3 separate regions of the Gasterosteus aculeatus genome follow, and all the other regions are linked to region 3. The links are chromatin contacts, called in public Hi-C maps. All regions are on one chromosome and are shown on one strand. Each heading gives the region's core, a stretch centred on a gene start, on an enhancer-like site or on the middle of the called end of the contact. The rest is flanking DNA. Distances are from core to core; before and after follow the strand shown. Region 1 overlaps LOC144408013 (a long non-coding RNA gene). Region 2 overlaps LOC100462713 (disks large homolog 5). Region 3 holds the start of LOC120819420 (zinc finger protein 503).

Region 1 (4,119 bases), core at 1,604-4,103, 68 kb after region 3:
GGGGGTGCAGAGGATCCTGTTCAGTTCCACTCAGCAGCCCAGTGATGAGCCTGCAGGAGAGGACTGTGTCTGCAGATTACATCCAGGAGATGAGACAGAGACCTGGAAGGGGTTGATGGAGAGGCGGCGGCGGAGGGGGGGGGGCTGGGAATGCCAGCTGCCAGACAGTTCACCTTGTGCAACACATGTCTCTCAGCCCCTACTGTTCCACTATGCAAAGCCCCCTTCACCATTAGGATGACGGAACAGTTTGTGTCCTGTGCTGGGATGATAGATAAGTCGTATCTCTGAAGAACCCTGCTTGTCTTCTCCAGGTGTAGCAGCTCTTTTTTCTTTTCTTTTCCCGGCAGACAGAGCACATGGCACTTTTCGACACTCTCTCCCCAATCGTGATTTCGCATGCAGGCAGTATCAAAGGGGAGATCTTTCCCGTGCAATTATGGCAGATAATAAAGGTGATGAGGTGTGTCGCACAAAAGAAAGCAAGGGATCAAAAGGGCCGGGATGAAAGCTGATTACCAAAAGGGGGAGATTCTTGCAACCAATGACTGCCACAATGTGGGATTTAGTAAATAGGCAAAGAACTGATCTACTGAAAGTGTAATAGATTCTCCATTTCAATACTTTTATCAGCAGAAGTGCAGGGGGTGAATGACTGTGGTCATCCCCTGACCTTCCCTACAGCGGGTGAAATGCATCTAAAACTATTGGATGGATAGCTCCGAACCGTGATTGTCCAAAGATTTAGTTTATGACCAATTACCTGCTTGTTGGTATCGAGTAGCGGTCACCAGAAATATACTGTAACTAACTAAGGATTCTGCTGAACTCGACACAATTCAGTAACTATCTTGCTAAGAAGTTATAACAGCGTTCTGTGAACAAGAGGGGCTTCTAACTCAAACAGTTTGTGTTGTAACTGGGAGTTCTGATGGAATCTGTCTCGGGCTGTCAGATGTGGTGGGTAATTGGCGATGAGTGGCCTCTCACAAAGCTCTTTCTCAATTTTCTTTTTTCCTTTTTATTGCTAATAATGCATGATTGTTCTCTGTAATCCGCTGCACCATTTTTCTTTCATCCTAACAATGAGCTGAAAAAGAAAAAGAAAAAGGAGATTTGTTGGCCAGGCAGCCCCCATGCCATGCTTAGACGGCTCAACTCTCTCAAAGGGATTTATCCACTGTTGTTATGACTAATACTCTGCAGATTACAAGTTAGTGAGAGGTCACCTATCGCTTCTACTTCCTACAAGTGAGACTTGTGGTGCTTCGATTTGTTTCCTTTCCCCGACCCGGAAATGCACTGCTTGTCAAAGTGGTGAATGACGTGGCAAATCTGGCATGCTGGACGATATGGCGTAGTTGACTTTAAAGCGTGATTCGGTACATAGAAACAAGCAGAAACCCCAAATCCCTCGCGTTGTGTGAATGCTGTATGAATGTGAGTCAGTGCTGGGGGACAGTCAGATTTACAGCTCTTTAGTCAACAAATAGTAATGTGGCAGTAAATATCTAGAGGTCTAAAGATATAAACTTGTTTGGTAACCCAAAAGCTAACCCCAGAAAATGATTTGCATCTAATGTTGTGTAAAAATCACACTTTTTATTTGTAAGGATTTCTAAATGATCGGGGACACGGAAGAGTTCCTGGCCTCCAGTGACCCGCTCAAAAATAGTAAAGTCCTTAAAGGGTTTGATGCTTAGCAACAGCATTCCTGGGCCTTAAGTAGCAGTGAGCCCCGTGCTGCACGCTTTGATGTGGCTGTCAAGGCACATTTATTTCCACTTAACACCTTGTCGTCTTGTCCACATACATAAAGGCATGAAAGACAGTCGTGTTTACAGTTTTTTGTTGTTGTAATTAAATTGTGTTACCTACACGTGTTCAGGTGATGTGAGGCATACGTGTTTGCGGAGGTCTGACGCGGCAGCTGACATTTTGAAAACTGATGTCTGGCTCTGTTAATTCTGACGTCCATTGTTACGGTGACCATGGAGTGTTTTGTAATGTTTATGTTTCCAATTTGCAGCGTTGGTATTGAGAACCATTACTTCACCACGAGGAAGGAGTTCAACTGCTGGCTCATTATTGTACAGACCCGACATTGACGTCCCCCAAAGTCACCCAGTCATGTGAATCATAGCTGTGCCTCGTCCGTGTATTCTCAGTTTCAGATTACTGACATATTTATTTACAGGTGCTGCAATTAAATTCTACCAGAGGCCTTTTGTGTGCATCAGCGCTTCGCATGACGTCGGTTTGGCACCACCTCCATGCTGCTCGTCTCCGTCGAGCTCCGACTAACCTGCCGCGCGTTTCGCTCTCACGCGGGAGACGTGGGCGGTTTGTTCTTCTCGTCCTGTCAGACGGCCCGTTCTGTCCTCGTCCACACGTCTGTGGGGAAAGATGTCCAAGCGCTGACAAAAGCACCAAGCTGTCGTCGGCGCGTTGGCGACTTGTCGGCTCTATTAATCCATTTTGGCCGCTGGAAAAAAACAGAAATGCAAAGCTAGCTTATTAGCATTATTACAAACAAAACTATGTTTAATTATGGATCCAGCTGCCACATTTCTGTCCACCTGGTGAATGCTTCTCCCTCCTTTTAGCTTTGCTTTGGTCCAACCTTGAAGAAATCCACCTTCAGCTGCTCAACCTTCTCCTTTGTCTGTTATTTGGCAGCGTAGAGAGCTTTTTTTTGCTGAAAACTCCTGGCCGTTAGGAATACTGAAAGGAATGAGTCAGTGTTCACAGCTGGACGGGGGCCGTGGCACATGCCAAACCGACATAGTTACTGAGTCACAGTTGTTGAGCTGTTCTGTCAAGGTGCTTCCTGTAGTTTGTATCTTATCTTAGCATCTAAACAGTGGCCACTGAAATGTTATCTACTACTTTAGATGTTTATACAAAGCCTGCATATAGTACCTCGCTTTTTTTTTTATTGTTTGGGCCTCAGAATCAAGGTTTGTTATTCACATCATATTCTCCGGCTCCCAGGAGCCCCTTGAAGCTTGAAACGCTATCACATATTTTACTGACAGACAATCTTTTTTTTTTTTTTTTTTCCAAATCCAAGGCCTTGATATATCCCTGTGAGAGTTTCTCTTTCAGCAGAAACATGTTTTCCTGGGTTTCTCTGATAATGGCTTTGATCGCTGACAGTGAGTTGAGCCTTGACCTCGTGAACTTGTGAAGTTGTGCTTTGTGAATGAGAAGTTTAGAGAAATGCAACATTTCAGTACGACGCGCAGGAAGTAGCATGAAGACCAGACGAAAGGACGACATTGAAGTAACCGTTACACGCGATGGTGCCGCTCGGCCGCCGGCTCGAGTCGTGCGTCTATAACTCCGAACAACTGACAGTTTGGCGAGACACATTTGTTTCTCATCAATGGTTTCCTGTGAACAAACGCAACGTGGTGATTTCAAACTTCAGTGATTGAATATGTAAGCAAAAGGCTATTTGTAGACGCTCGGCACGCACAAAGCGCCATCAGCTGTGTTTATGGCCGTCTGATTGTTTTTGATCTCCACTAACTGCCGAGGGACATTTGGTGCCTTTGTCGGGTCGCATGGGCCTTTTTTCTTTTCTTTTTTTCATGCGGCTCCTGCTGTGAGAAGCGCCTGTGCGAAATGTTTGTTTAACCAAAACTTATCTGCCGCCTAATCTGCGATGGGACGACGGCAGCACGCGGCCGCCTTGTATCATTTAGCGTGCTACTTCGGTAAACAACATGCCTCTGCTCAGCAGGGCTGTCTTCACAGCGGAGGCCCCCTCGGCGCAATGAAAGCGCTTCTGTGGAGACGTGAGCGCCTGCTTCTCACTTTGGACGCCCCCACGTCATTTCTCACCGCTAACAAAGCTGCCCGCTGCCTCCTCTGCCGAGTGGAGCTCGCCATTTAGATCTGAGGGGCCTTATTTGAGAGTGCTGGTCATGCATGCAAACATGGGGGTGCAGTGAAAACCGCACTCTTTGTCTGACACACAATAGCATTTCAACCGCAGGGGAACAGCTGGGATCTCCACAGAACTGGCATTACTTTCATGTCAAGTGACAGCGAAAGGGGAATAGAGTGACTAACTTCTGGAGGAGCCTCAGCTCTTGCGCTCGTCCCCTGGTC
Region 2 (4,400 bases), core at 1,728-4,227, 100 kb after region 3:
TGCTGTTGTCGCGTACAGGCCTGCCAAACACGCCGAGGGCAAAGGGTGCGGGGGGTAGAGGGGTGGGGGGGCGGCGGGGGGTATCTGTACTTCACGGGGAGGCTGGCCTCCTTTGCCGGGTCCCCGGAGCCCACGAGGCTCCGTCTCGGAGCAGAGGGCTCTGCAGACCTCGCCGGCTGAGTTGTGTGCAGCCATGTCGATAGCTTTGACTTTATGCACAGATGTTTTCAGAAGTTTCCACCTCCGATCAAACTCAATGGCGCTGAATTTAATTTAGTTTGTGGTAAATTTGAATCATTCTCGGGCCTCACAGTCAACAACTTTCATACGATCCATTTTCTACTGAAGAAATAGTTGCGATGAAAACAGAATTTTCTGTAGTTTATCAAGAGGAAATTGTTTTTTTTTACAACTACTCAATCCACCTCCTTTTTGCAGGTGGAGGCATCTCAGGGAGACAGGCTTTAAAACAAGGGTGCATAAAACTGAATACAATCTGCATGAGCAGATTTCACAATGAGGAAGCTTTAGGATTTGACCCTCTGATTCCTCGCATTAACCGCAAGATAGGATTTAATTCAAACTGACTTCAATAAGACCTGCGATGTGTATGTTAATAAAACATATTGTGACTCTTACCATAATTAAAGAACAATCAGTGCTTTTTGGGGGTAATTCTTCCTGGCACAAGAATGCTAATAGCTGAATAATTTAAAAAACTCATTTTTATTAAACACCACTTAACCACTTGGTATAGCCACCATTGAAATGTTGGATTTGACATTTAGTTGGATATTTATAATAAACATGAATTAATAAAAACGCTCTCAGGTGTTCCAGCGATTGTTAAGGAGGTGATTTAACAACCACTAGCTGCTGTTTGCAGTTCACTCCTGATGGAGGCGGCGAATGAATTTAGCGGTTTACATCTCCGCCGGTGCCCTGACATAAGCATAACTGGTAACAATATGTTGGTACAATATGGAGAAAAGGGAAGCTCTTTTTCCCCCCAAAAAACAAAAAATAGCCAGGAGCTAAAACAGGAGAATAGAGATGATTATTTCTACAGTCAGCTGTCTAGCAGATTATCCTCCCAGCTCCAGACCTCCACTATTCATCTGCCCCACGTCAAACATGCACAGCGCTTCTCCGTGACAACTCATTGTGGCACATTTGCCGCCTATCACAGAACCCTGTTGAAGTGGACGACGCACACGGTTCACACTCCTCTTGGTGGCGCGATGAGACTGAGATGAACTGAGAAATCGTCAAACTAATTCTCACCCGTTTGGATTTTTTTTTATGCTTCCTGCCTGTGCTCTAAAAATGAATCGGCATTATAAATTCTTGCGCACGTGAATGTTGTTGTGTTTTCACCAGATTAATTCATTTCCAGGCACAGTGAAGCAGTAGCACCATCTACTGCTGAGCTGTAACCGATACCCGACACAAACCACACAATTTCCTATTGCTTTGCATGTAAAACATAACGATGACTGGATAGAGTGATGAGCAGCAAACAGTGCAGCCGGTTAGCGACAGCCCAAGAGGTGGTAGCTGAAAATGGAAAAGTGGAAGGGGTTAGAAACAAATGACAAAAAGGAAGAGAATGGAAATCAAAACTTACTTGATTTGATATATCCATTATAGCTATTTTTAGCTGAGAAAAACGCAGAGACAGATGAGAGGTTACAGGGAAGAACGGGCTGTAATGAAAGCAAATTATAAATGACAACCAAGGCGGACAGATTTCTCTTTAAGGCACATTAACACAGTGGTGCCTTGAAGACAACATGGAGAGAGCAATGAGAAATTAAACGAGAATTAATTAGGAATTTGATTTTTCAGCCAGGGAGTTTAAACTGTAGAAAGAACATTGTCGGCGTTTGTAGGCTGAATCTGGTCAACAATTTGGTTATTCTCAACTCAAAAGACGTCAGCAGTAGGTATTTGTTTTGTTTTTGTTTACACCAAAGTTTAGGATATATGTTGATCATTTTCTCAATCAATTAATGACGAAACTGATATCTTTAAATAGCTTGTTTTGTCTAATAAATTTTTTTTTTTTTAAAAAGCATACAGACACAACATAGATTTACAAAGACAAACAACAGAGAAGCTAAAGAAAGTTTGTTATTTTGTTGGAGTCGGTTGACTAATACATTTCTAGGATAATAGCTGCAAAGTGAAGTACGACTTATTTAAGCAGAGCTAAAAGTCTATTTTTTGGGTTTTTGTTTTTTTTACTCGTTTGTGATGCAGGTCCACAATCATTCAAATATCATCTGCCTCTTGGCCCAACAGTCTGTAAAGTGTCAACCAAAGTTTAGCCTGTCATACGTTTACAAGGCAGCCCTTCATTAACATTTAGTCAGGCGATACATATGGAAGAATTTAATATGAGACAATACTCTTCTTGTTCTTAGGTCTAGAGCATTCGGTTTATTTATTTTTTTCTTCTTTCCCAAAAGCCATTTTCCTGCGCTGCCCGACAAAACCCGCACAAACGGATGGGACTTTGTGACTCACTTTTTGGAGCCACGGGTCCCTCACATGCTCATTAGTACCTTATTTCAACCCCTTGCTTTACAACAAAGGTCATGCATTGAGCTTAAGGCAGGACAGTGACAGCAATGTTCAAACAGAGACCTTGCTGGTCCTGGCATCTGTCGCCTGCAATCGGGAGGGCGCGAGCCGAGTCACCGGACTAACAGGCTAGCATCTGTCCCACAACGAGAGAGGAGGAGAGGGGGGGTTGGGTGGGTGGGGCGGGGGGCACTCAACTGCCTGGTGGTTAGAAACTGTCACCCCGAGTTTCATGACAACCGGTAGCACTCCAAAAAATGAAAATGCAAACATAATTTCCACGTCAGGCCGCATAAGGCCTCGCTCCGCGCGTCTCCCCGCCCCATGTCGACAGCGGCCGCGGAGCTCGGCCGGCCAAGGCGGCGCTCGCGGGCACCGCGAGCCTGGAAGACATGTTGAGGGGTGGAAAACGCCCAGAGCTATTTCACAGAGCGGCCTTTGATCAAGAGACATTCCCTAAGACTGCATGACAGTCCGCGATGTTTTCCAGCAAATTGTATCAACACTCTGCAAACAGACACATTCTTCATGCCTTCTGCGATGTATCAGTACAATTTAATGCGCCTTTTGGATATAAAGGGGAATCACACTTGAGTTTATATGCAGCTCAATTCAGTTCAGGTTGATTCGCCAAAATACAACACGATCCAGCCCTATTTTGTTGTCTTTTGTAGTCTTTCAATCAACTACAATCTAGTTCTAATTCAACTGTATTCCAGCTATTAAAGTAAAATGTAGTCAATATCAAGGTTACATTGTGATGTTAGAAAATACAAGCCAGAGCTTCTCCATCGGCGATCAGTGTACGGATGTTTGGGAGATATTCCCTCAGAGGCTGTTCAAGTTCCTAACTTGATTTAATAATTACAGTATATTAACCTCAATCTGTAGTGCTCCGCTCAGAAGAACCCTTCAGGCCTCAAATTCTATCCTGCTCACCCGCACATGTACGCTAGTGAAATATTTGGATCACGTTAAATGTTATTTGGGTTATTCTTAAAGATGAAATCGCACTCTGCACGGACATTATAGCACTTGTGTTTACCTACAAAAACAAATAATTTAACAACATGCATGCAAATTCGCCACAAAAGGTTCCCTGAGTGGGAATCAAGAGATTTGTGGCGGGGATGCACAGCTGTACATTTTTCAGGGCTTTGGTGTTTAACATCTTGTGAACTCGTTGGTGAGGTCACCGGTGGAGGCAGCACGCTAGGATTAAGGTTCAAGCTCTGCAAAAATGTATTAGTGACCATTTAGTTCATTTAAACTACAGGTCCATTTGAATTTACACTCTCGGACGAAAACACTAGCAAAACAGTACACGGGCATGCTTCACCACGGCTAAAAGTCAACTCCAAGAAAGCACATGGAAAAGACGACGAGCCGACTGGAAATCATAAAGCTTAGAACACTAAAGCGACACAGCTGCTAGAGCTACTGCAGGCGGCACACAAGCTAAAAGACACGGTCAGCACAGCGCATGTGACAAACACTGAAGGGCACACGTCATGGCGACAACTTACAGGCACGTAAAGTGGCCGAGCAATCATTAACAGAGACAGCAGAGAGTGGGATGTCGCGTTGAGGGGAGTCCATGTTACAACGCACATTAACTGGCATGCAAGAGCAGTCCCGCTCTGAGCGGCCGCAATCAAAACAACATGCCAGTCTTATTTTCTTGTAGGCGAGCTTCCTGGCTACAGTCACGGGGTTCGGACGAGAGGAGAGGAAGAGCAGGTTAATGCAGACGGTCGTTCTGGAGGAAGAGTTGGACAAAGGCAAGACAGGGCACAGAGGACGGCTGCTGCTGA
Region 3 (4,354 bases), core at 1,070-3,569:
AGAGCCGAGAACGGAGGACGATGAGGTTACAGATGGAGAGTCTGATGTGCGCGTCTTGGATCCAGATGTGCTCTCCTGGTGATGGCTGCCATCAGAGGTAATTCCACTTAACCTGTGGCTGCCGTTATTATCTGCAGTGCTGCTTTTATTGCTATCAGACTCCTTCTTTCCCTCCTTGTCCTCCGCCTTGCCGTCGGCCGGCAGAGGGGAGACTGATGTGCAGGAGCTGGGGCTGCCTGTCCTTGGGCTGAATGGCTGGCAGGTGGCGCTAGGCACCCGGAAACTGGTTTTATCTCCACTGAGGCTGCTGCCCGAGTCCTTCTTTTCCGACGATTTGGAGTAAGGTTTGAAGCTAGATTTGTCCTCGGCTCCGATGTCGCTCATTTTCAGCGGACCGGATTTGGTGTCCTTGTCACTAGATCCATTGGAGGTCACAGAGGACAGCTTGGAGGAGGACGGCGGGTCCGGCTTTCCGATCTGGGAGCACGTCTGGGCCAAGAGAGCAAGTGGACTTTTCTTTGCATCCAGCTGCGAAATAAGACACAGGACACTTTTAATACAAACCACGCAAGACACGTGTACATGTTATGTGTTGTGGCAAATAAGCACACAGGACAATTTCGCGTAGTTTACGCATTGCGCATGAACTTCTCTGGATGAAACTAAAAAACAACTCCGTGTAAATAGGGAGCGCGCGCGCGCACGGAGCTGATTTACATGACACCGAAGAACGATCGAACGTGACATTACAAACACGGACATCAGTTTGCTACAACACGGTCTTAAGTCCAAATTCAACCCGCAGTCCAAAAAAAAGAAAAATCCCGGATATTGGGTCTAAAAAATCTAATTAGGGGGCTATTCTTTCCCCCCGTAAAACACGATGTTACAATCTGTCCAGAAAAAATATAACTGGAACAGCCGATTTGAGGCGTTGGAAGTGAAACACTCTCCGATTGGAGCCCGTGCGCGCAAACGTTCTGCCAAAACACCGCGTCGGTTCTTACCTCGATGGGACTGATGGGAGTGGACGGCAAAGGCTGAAGGTACTCCGGGTGTAACATGTGTCCTGCCCGAGCGGTAAGCATTTTCAAAACCTTTATGGGGAGACGACTGGCTTGGCGAGAAGGGTGTGCAGCGGAGACGGGGTTGTGGAGGAATAGCCGGCTGATCTTCACTGCGCCCTTCTCCCCCGAGGAGCCGCTCTCCCACGCTGGATTGGTGCTATTTCTCAGGACAGAGACCGTGGGCGATGTGATCATGACCCAATTCTCGCGGAAACGGCTGAGAAATACATGTGTGTCTGTGGGGTAAATGAAGCCAAAATGCTCAAAGTCGTCAGACGGTTAAAAGCCGGATGAAGTAACAAACGACGTTAAATCCTCCAAAGAGACGCGCGGTGTGTGAGAGCAGAATCCGCGCGGCCGCGTTGCTTCGTCCCGGGCGTCGCTGTGACTCTGCGCGGCTGAGGGTCCGAGCGCGCACTCGTGTGTTTACGTAGTGCTGCGCGCAGCAGAGATCACTCCGCCTCCTCTCCAGCGGCCGCGGGATAAAGTCCGCGCATCACGGCCGTCGCCGCCTTCCAATCAAAAGGGAGATCCCGGGGTGAAGGAGGAAGGGGCTCCGGTGAATGCGACGACTTCTCCTCCTCCCTCCCTCCTCGTGCGAGTGCGCGTTCCACGTTTCAGCCACTCGGAGCGCGTTTAATTTCGAGTTTGCACAGGAGTGTTTCCGGGATTGGCCGCTTCATCGCACGCGCCGCCCTTGCAGCCAGTGTGGTTTTTGGGGAAGGTGGACCGGGTTGACATCTGGATCAAAACTACATTGTTTTACACCTTCTTTCTTCTTCCCCAAGTGAGGACAAGTTGCGTTGCAATTCACACTTTATTCCAGACGAAGTATGAAATGCTTTTGTTTGAGGGATTCTGGGCAAAGTGACTCCTCTGAACCAATATGTTGTACATTAACACACATTTTCCACCGTAAGTCCTTTTTGAGTAAATATTCCTTAAACTGCCCATCTTATTAACTCATTTGCAAATGATTCCTCCTTATAAGAAGCAGGGCATCTTTGCACCAGATGTAGAACTTCTGACACCAAAAAAAGTAACCGTTGGCCTTTCTGAACAGACATTGACTTCAACGTGCACTGATAACCATCGGCATGTTTCACATTTCAACTTTCTCCTCTCAATCAGGCCGCCTGTCATCTGTCACTTTCTTGTCGTGCACGGCAGATATCTGTCAGCTGTCTGCAGTTTTTTTTTTTGTGTGTGTTTGCCTCTTCTCAGTCGTTATTCAGGTCAACGACTGCAGAGTGAATCCATGCGACGTGGAGTGAGGAAGAGATGTGTCCCTCCCTCTTGCTGCTCCATCACGATTCAGCCGCGTTAGTCTGCTTGGTCTGGTTGAACTCAAAACTGTGATTTGTTTAATTGGAGATAAGCTGTGGGGCATTTTGGCAGCGCTTTAATTCTGCGACAGACATCTATTTAACAGCATGTCCTTTTTTCCCCCAAGTCTCCTTTTTGTCTTTGGATTAAAAATATTCCACCACATTCCAGCCAAAAATGATTTCTTTGGATTCCAAGAACGCTGAAGAAAAAAAAAAAACCTTTTGTAGCTGCCATTAATCATTTAAAGCTTCCACACTTCTTCTCATCGAAATACACCCACTTATCTTATTACTCAATAGCCTATAAATGTCTTGCTGATCAGGCGAAAGTTAAACATATGCAAGTGTTTTTTGATTGATAACAGGGGTGCTGTTTTCGGCAACGGCTGTCAAGCTCTGACACAACGCTTTGAGTTATTGGGGCAGAGAAGGGCGACTATAAATTTCGACCGTCAGGCAAAAACTCCTTTTATTGTGGACGTGATGGATGGCTCGCTGCGGCAGACACCAAATTCTCGGCTTTATCCGTAAATGGCTGCACATTTTTTTAGCCGCCGTAATTCATTACTTTAAAACGGAAAGCTTAAAACCGCCTGGTAGTGTTTTACACAAGGACACATTTATGAATCACCAAGAGTCTGTGCAAACACAAGCATTTACAAGCAGGGTTTGGGTACACCTCATGTAGGTGATTATAAAACAAGCCTCTATTCTGGGCTTTGCATTTTTAAGATCAAGGATTAACCTTTTAATTCAAGGATTTAGTCGTGTTTTTCTTCAAAAGTCCAGTTTAGTCAAGAATTCAGAAAAAAGTCAAACTTCTGCAAAGTGAGGAGTAAACTGAGTTGAGGTTCGCTGAATCCTTTTTACAACACGCAGTGTTTCTTTATTAAACTCACCCAAAGGGCAGTCGGTTACAAATATCCAAAATATAACATTTTAGCCCCACAAATTGACATCTATATAGGAAAAATGTGTTCATTTGACACATAGCCCATGGTTTTCTCAGAATCTTTATTTCATTATTTTAAGGATACATTTACATTTTACATACATTTTTTTTTGTGTGTTTTTGTTCCCATATCAAATATGAGCAAAGTTGGTGGTTGATTTTATCCTCCAGCAGTCTCCTGCATTAACTTTTATGGCTTTAAAGTAAACCATAAATGTTGACAACTTTACCGTTTATTGGTTGATTAATAATTGAAAATAATTACAATAAGTCAGTAACAAGAGCTGCTTCTATGACTGTTGTATAATGTTTGTTGTATAATTTAGCTCTGCAAGTAAAATGGTTACTGCAGCGTTGATTGAACAAATTCATGCGTACGATACTGTAGTTCAGTTTTTAAAATCTAAAGTGTTTTTTCTATTAAATGAAAATTGCTGATGACGAAATGTAAAAGTCATATCTCTGTGGTTTTTCAGAGCGTTTGGAGGTCCCAGGTATCCATGAACGGTATGAAGGGAAGTCACTGCTCCAGTCCGATGATAATTCTGCTCCCCAGACTTGTACGTGCACATCAAAAACATCACAAAGGACCTGTAACTGGAAAAATGTCAAATTCAGGCGCAGAAGCCCTTGGAGACAGGGGGGGGGGTAGATAAAGGCTGCATTATAATGTCTAGGAAATGGAATAAGAAATTCCCTCGACCCGACGTGAAAATTCACCTTGTGTCAGTCGGCACAGGGCGCGCCGCGTCAGCAGCCAGACATGCCGACTGGATCTGACAGGTAAAAAGGGGAGATGATGGTTAGAAGGTGCTATTGTTTCATGCCACTTTCCTGACCTGTCAGGTCCCGGCGCAGAGGCCTGTATCCAGGACCTCCTTGTCACATGAAAACAGCCTTAAAAGGCCGTTATCCAGACTATGGTGATTGCTCCTGTTTAATTGATTTGCTTTCCACTGAGGCCTGTCACATTAATAATGGTTAAGTACAGCCCCAGAGTGTCACCC

Evidence for each region. Hi-C and Micro-C count contacts between places; a contact is called where the count stands out from the background.
Region 1: a Hi-C map of skeletal muscle shows a contact between it and region 3, with 2.5 times the contacts expected there. The contact joins the enhancer-like site here to the promoter of LOC120819420 in region 3. A contact is called at or near these places in 2 of 6 Hi-C or Micro-C datasets (skeletal muscle and tail fin).
Region 2: a Hi-C map of skeletal muscle shows a contact between it and region 3, with 6 times the contacts expected there. The contact joins the enhancer-like site here to the promoter of LOC120819420 in region 3. A contact is called at or near these places in 4 of 6 Hi-C or Micro-C datasets (skeletal muscle, tail fin and whole body).

What each region holds. Positions count from the first base shown.
Region 1 is chr5:12,293,290-12,297,408 of fGasAcu3.hap1.1, reverse strand. All of the region lies in intron 1 of LOC144408013 (a long non-coding RNA gene), which reads left to right. Among protein-coding and RNA genes, the nearest start is that of LOC120819420, 68 kb to the left of the region's middle. Within about 2 kb of position 2,853, at least 3 of the 9 cell types and tissues checked have open chromatin away from gene starts, as enhancers often do.
Region 2 is chr5:12,258,993-12,263,392 of fGasAcu3.hap1.1, reverse strand. The region is part of intron 39 of LOC100462713 (disks large homolog 5); the gene reads right to left. Among protein-coding and RNA genes, the nearest start is that of LOC144407999, 53 kb to the right of the region's middle. Within about 2 kb of position 2,977, at least 1 of the 9 cell types and tissues checked has open chromatin away from gene starts, as enhancers often do.
Region 3 is chr5:12,360,855-12,365,208 of fGasAcu3.hap1.1, reverse strand. It overlaps LOC120819420 (zinc finger protein 503), which reads right to left and starts at 2,319. Exons shown (of 2, transcript XM_040176817.2): 1 at 1,008-2,319; 2 at 1-528. The coding sequence starts at 1,262. All of the region lies in intron 1 of LOC144408013 (a long non-coding RNA gene), which reads left to right.